Linked DNA regions of Anser cygnoides: region 2 is linked to region 1. A link is a contact called in public Hi-C data. All regions are on one chromosome and are shown on one strand. Each heading gives the region's core, a stretch centred on a gene start, on an enhancer-like site or on the middle of the called end of the contact. The rest is flanking DNA. Distances are from core to core; before and after follow the strand shown.

Region 1 (2,884 bases), core at 361-2,860:
AACCACTACCCCTTGTCCTGTCACTATTCTCCCTCACAAAGAGTCTCTCCCCATGAGAGAAGCCATGCTGGCTCAGAAGAAATCTAGTTCAGCGTTTCCGTCTGCAGCCAAAAGCCCAGGGAAACCTGAAAATACAACAAATCTGCTTGCAGCAAGCACCCACCTCCCACTGCCTTCATCTGTTCTTTGTGGGAGGACCGTGATCTTGACGTCTGTGTGGGTTGGTGGATCTCGAACACATTTTTATCTTCCCAGCCTGCACAGGTTACTGCAGACAGAGGTGGTCCCAGACCTGTCAACACCCCTCTCCTCTACCTCTCTGAGAGGGAGATCCAGATGGCACAATGCAGGTGGACCACAGACGTATTTACAGAACCACGAAATGATGCTATCCCATTTCTTCTTCCTTTCTTGATATATATATATATATATATATATATATATATTTGGCACAGAGGCCCTGCAGCAGCCACATAAGGCCCTCTCTGTACAACCAGAGCTGTGCAGTGCCCCTGCCCTCACCCGTGGCTGCTCAGTTTTTGTAAAATCTCTAGTGAGGCTTTCCAAAAGAAGCCTTATGGAAAGCCAAGCAGCTTTTTTCAACCTTTTTCACTATTATCCCCAAATCTTCTGGTTCCATTCTGTGAGGTTTGCAAGGCAGGACTTCCATTTTCTGACTCTTCCCAAACAGTCCGTATTTACCCACAAGTTTATGGATATTTTCATTTATTAGTTCTCCCCATTATTATTTTCTAATTTACACAGCACATCCAAAAGCCTGTGATCCCCTAAAATGTTAACAAAATGACCAACTTCCCCATCTTTGGCCACCATGGAAGTTTTATGCAAGAAATCCCGTCCTGTTGTTATTCACGTAACACAGTGCCCAGACTGCAGGGGTGATGACATGTCAAAAGAGGAAAAAAGAGGTGATGATGTCAAAAAAGGTAAAAAAAAAAAACACCTCAGAAGACCTGTCCTGCAACTACATTTGTCATGTTTATTGTCATTTGGCTTGAGCGAGGCGGAGGGATCACAGCCCTCCCTCGAGATGCTGCACAAACACAGCAGAAAAGATCTACCATAGCTCAAAATTTACAGTTAACCATAATCTCTGTTTATAGGTAACTGTAAATAGTTAATAGCTATTGCTAAATTTTACTTAAAGTAAGGGATAACAGTTTGGCACTCTCGAGCTGCCAAGACTCCTGAGGTTTCCCTGCAAATAGTAGAAAAGCTCGCCTGTGCTTTTCACACGTTTTTCCTGAGGGGCGTTTCCTTCATTTGTGACTGACTAAAAATAGGAAGAAAGGTAAAAGACGAAACAAAACGCGGTGAGAGCGGGGCTGGCGCCCTCCCGTCAGCGCCGCTCCCCTCATGGCGACAGGGATGGCATCCATGAGGGGACGGCCTCTGTAACCGCCCCCAGGCCGCAGTTCGGGGTGAATTATCCTTCTGTCAGCGCCTGGGCCCTTTCACATCGGGTTTCCAGCCATTTTAACGCCGACTGAGGGCGCTCGCAGCCGCTTGGGAAGGCGGAAAAACGCTCTGACAGAGGGAGGGTTAAACCTCGCCAACATGGCGGCACCGGGAAAAACTACATTTCCCATCGTCCCCCGCCGTCAGCCCCACGTGACCGCGGCAGGCCAATGGGGAGCGGCGGAAGGCAGATATAGCCCTCCCAGGAGGGCCCGCTCCCTCTTTTCCGCCGGGCGGCGCGGCTCAAGATGGCGGTGCAGATCTCCAAGAAGCGCAAGGTGAGGGGGGGGCTTCTCGCGTCGCCGCGGCCTCAGGGCGCCTCCATATCGGCGGGGCCGCGCTGAGGGAGGTCTCGGGCTTCGTTGTCGTCGGGGGATGGCGGCGGATAGGGGGGGATGGCGGCGGATGGGGGCGGATGGCGGCGGATGCGGCGCGGAGGCCCGGTGGGGAAGATGGCGGCGGGAGGCTGGCGGGGTGCTGAGCGGAGGAAGGGGAGCTGTGCCTGGGAACCTCAGGGCAGAGGGTTTTATTCCTTCTTATTTCTGTGTGAGGAGAGGAGCTGCTGGGCTGCAGGCCGGTTCAGGCATGAATTTGGCCCAGGCTTAAACTGGGAAAACCCTGATTTTTATGTTGAGTGCTTGACCAGAGGTTGACTTGGCCCCTTTGTTTTGTAGTTTGTCGCTGATGGCATCTTCAAAGCTGAGCTGAACGAGTTTCTGACTCGCGAACTGGCTGAAGATGGCTACTCTGGAGTAGAAGTCCGGGTCACTCCAACCAGGACTGAGATTATCATACTTGCCACCAGGTAACTGACACGTTGCTCTTGGGTCGTGGAGGCTGTTCCAGGCTGTAAGTGGTGCTGCTGAAACTTTAAACGATAACGTTATTCGGGAAAGACATTTGGGAAAGAAATTCTGAAATGACACTCAGTGGTACAGCACCATTACAACCCCTGCTAGTCAAGGATGAGGACATTACAACCCCTACTAGTCGAGGTTGGATGAGGTTAGATGCTCTCTGGAAGCTCTCTGGGACGGTTGCAGGCTCTGACATGGGGACACTTTCTCAGTTATACTTTGCTGTTTTGTGTGTTTACTTTCTCGGCTATACCTCACTGTTTTTTGTGTTTGTTTTTTATCCATTACAGGACCCAGAATGTCCTGGGTGAGAAGGGGCGCCGCATCCGGGAGTTGACAGCTGTCGTGCAGAAGAGGTTTGGCTTTCCTGAGGGAAGCGTTGAGGTAAAACTGCCTCAGTTAAACCAGTAGTAAGTGGGCTGTTCACTTAGCTGTGTGCACTTTCTGTGTGGTTTCAGCTGAAAGTTTGTTTGGAGATATCGTGGGGCGCGTTTTACCTGTTCTCACAAAATGCTGTTGCCCTGAAAGGAGAAGATGGTTGGCTCTTG
Region 2 (2,700 bases), core at 153-2,652, 160 kb before region 1:
AAGCTCTCTGTGTGATCCACGCTTGGGTTCGTTTGGTGTTTCTGTAAGGTACGTACGTGCGACCGACTCCACGAACTTGGTAGGTGGTGGTTGCTTCGCCTTGGACATCATCCCAAGGCCTGCCTTCCAGAAGAACTTCCCGAGCCTCTGCAGTTTTTGATATTACATCCTCAAAATGTCTTTTTGTCTTCTTTCCTTGCTTTCATGCTTTGCCAGAGAGAACGAGGCTGTGGTTACGTGGCAGTTTTAATCCGCTCTGACGTCTGGGCTGCTGCTGAAGGGCCGGCTCTGCTCGCCAACTTTTGTTTTTGCTGTCGCTCTGTAGGATCATAGGGATTCTTGTGGCTGGGTGAGCAGTGTAGATCAGGGAATTCACCCCCTTGAAAACACACCTTTTCCAGTTTTTGTCCCCAAAATGGACTGTTTGTAGGTAAATCCGTCCTCTGGTGCTGCTGGCTGTGTGGCCCCGTGAGCATTTCTGCTAGTGGGAGAGGAGCGAGTGGCCGGGGAACCAAACTTAATTCTTCATCAGTTTCAACTCAATTCCTAGTGCGGAAGGACTTGCCCAAATCACAGGCTCATGATCTTTGCGTGTCCCAGAGATGCTTGCAAATATGTTCAGGTACTGCCTGTTCCTTTCGCTCTTCTGTCCTTGTGGTTCCTCCCTCCTTAATTTCTCTTGTCATCATCCAGTCCAGCATCTACCCTCTACGTTCATTCATCTTTTTTGGGTAAAGCCACGTTCTCCTCTAAATTTCCCAGTCCTTTGCCGTTCTCCTTCCATCTCGCCTTCGTGCAGCGTGTGCTGCCTTCATCCTCTCCTCCGAAGGTCTGCCTCATGAAGACTGATCCCTCCTTCCAACCAAACAAGTTATTTTTTTGGTTTTCACCCCCGTTACCTTCTTTATCCAGTTCTGATTGTGATATTTAATTACTTCTTGGCCGTCACATCCGCTTCCGAGGTGCTGTGGTATTTAATGTTGGCGTAGCCTGCTCCGTGGGGACGCAGCGGTCTGCAGGGGGCAGGGAAGGAGGAGCTGGCCAGGGATTTTGTTTGTGCTCCTGGATCAAGGGCATCACTTCCACACCTCCAACATCACTTCCACACCTTGTCTCGCCTCTGTCCTAACAAGCCTGGGTGAACAGGATGGATTTAAAGAAGAAAAAAAAGAAAAATCCAAAGAAAAAAAGGCAAAACAAATTAAAAACCAAAGCAGAACATGAATGAATGTGTACCTGCAGCTAGCTAGCTGGTGCTAGTCGTAACGTGTCCTTTTCTGGGCTGAGTTGGGCTCTCCCTAACCCAGCTGCGCGTAACCTTTTGCTGCGAATATACTTTGCACTCGCCGGTGGAATTTGCCTGTGCTCCTGGAATCGCGCCGACTCCGTCGGTAGGTTCCTGATAAGGTTTCTGGCAACGCTGGCAGGGAGTCAGCTTACCGGAGGAGAAACCAACCGTGCTTCCAGGTTTTCAGTGCAACAAATCAAATATTGCAGCCACAACCCTGATTGCTTAATGGGGGGGGAGAAGTCGCGTTGCAGTACGGGAGGTGCTGCTGGAGGATGGAAAAAGAACTGGAAAGAAAAGAATGTGCGTTTGTATATATGGACACTAATTAGTACTAGGATCCCATCAGAGATCCTGAAGAGTTAGGGGAGAGCTTTCCTTTTCCTGCCCCGAGGCGAGGTGGCGGTGAGGGGCTTACCTCGTCCTGTTCTTCCCGGTCCCCAGCTGCAGGGAATGCAATTTGCTCGCAAAGTTTTCAACCCTGTCCTGGTTTGCCTCTGGCTAGGGGGAATCTGATAAAGCCTTCACAAAGCAGAAAACAGCAGAGGTACGAGGAAAACTCAAGAAAACACCATGGACAATATTATATTAGAATGGTTTGGCTCGCTCGGGAAGGTTTTCCTTGCACAACCATTAGATCTGGAGGCTTATTTTTTATTTATTTCTTTAAATCTTGCAATTTTCTTCGGAGTTGAACGCATTTCTTTCCTCTCGGGGTGATCTTCCTCACCACTAGTGACTACTGGAGTACTGTGAGGTTTTTCTCCTCTCTCCAAGCTCTCTTAATCAGTTGAAGACCGGCGGCATAATTCTTCGCTGGAATACTCGTGCGGCAGAAATCTCAGATTTTTTTTTTTTCCCCCTCCAAAGCTGGTGGTGTTGCTTCTGAATAATATTCCAGTTCAAGATGCCACAGGATCTGCGGTCTGGGCACGTTACCTGTAATTAGGCAGTCAGTTAATGAGATCCTCGCATTCTTGGCGGAATTAAAAAAAAAATAAAAAAATAAAAAAATCTGGTGATGTTTTGACTGGAGCTGTTTGAGGGAAGCTTGGAATGCGCTTTAAAAAGAAGAAATGTTGCCTACTGGGTGTGGAAGGTCCAAGTTTTCTGTAAAAAAAAATAAATTTCAGTATAAACATAGCCACAGTGTAAGGATTCAAGCCTATTTTGGCACAGTGAAATTGAGAAATGGACCACACTCCCATTTTTTTTTAATCCCTGGCATATAAAACGCAATGGATCTCATGTTTCGATATTTCTAAGTAGCTTCGCAGTTTTTTGGTGACCTGCTGGAGGTTTGTTTTTAGTGTCCTTTGGTTTTTTTGTAGCAGAAGCAGCGATTTCAGAAAGCACCGACCCGCTCCTTACGCGCATCGGGAAGAGAAATTCATATTTTTTCCCCACTTCTT

What was found. Hi-C and Micro-C count contacts between places; a contact is called where the count stands out from the background.
Region 2: a contact with region 1 is called in a Hi-C map of liver, with 10 times the contacts expected there. The contact joins the enhancer-like site here to the promoter of RPS3 in region 1. A contact is called at or near these places in 5 of 7 Hi-C or Micro-C datasets (fetal liver, granulosa cells and liver).

The regions. Positions count from the first base shown.
Region 1 is chr1:210,587,687-210,590,570 of Taihu_goose_T2T_genome, reverse strand. It overlaps RPS3 (ribosomal protein S3), which reads left to right and starts at 1,610. Exons shown (of 7, transcript XM_013191299.3): 1 at 1,610-1,757; 2 at 2,154-2,284; 3 at 2,627-2,720. The coding sequence starts at 1,728. LOC125180048 (a long non-coding RNA gene) reads right to left here and starts at 1,156. Exons shown (of 2, transcript XR_010828470.1): 1 at 1-1,156.
Region 2 is chr1:210,743,178-210,745,877 of Taihu_goose_T2T_genome, reverse strand. All of the region lies in intron 2 of FCHSD2 (FCH and double SH3 domains 2), which reads left to right. Among named protein-coding and RNA genes, the nearest start is that of FCHSD2, 8.3 kb to the left of the region's middle. Within about 2 kb of position 1,402, at least 3 of the 3 cell types and tissues checked have open chromatin away from gene starts, as enhancers often do. A contact at or near this core is called in fetal liver and liver, where this site is marked.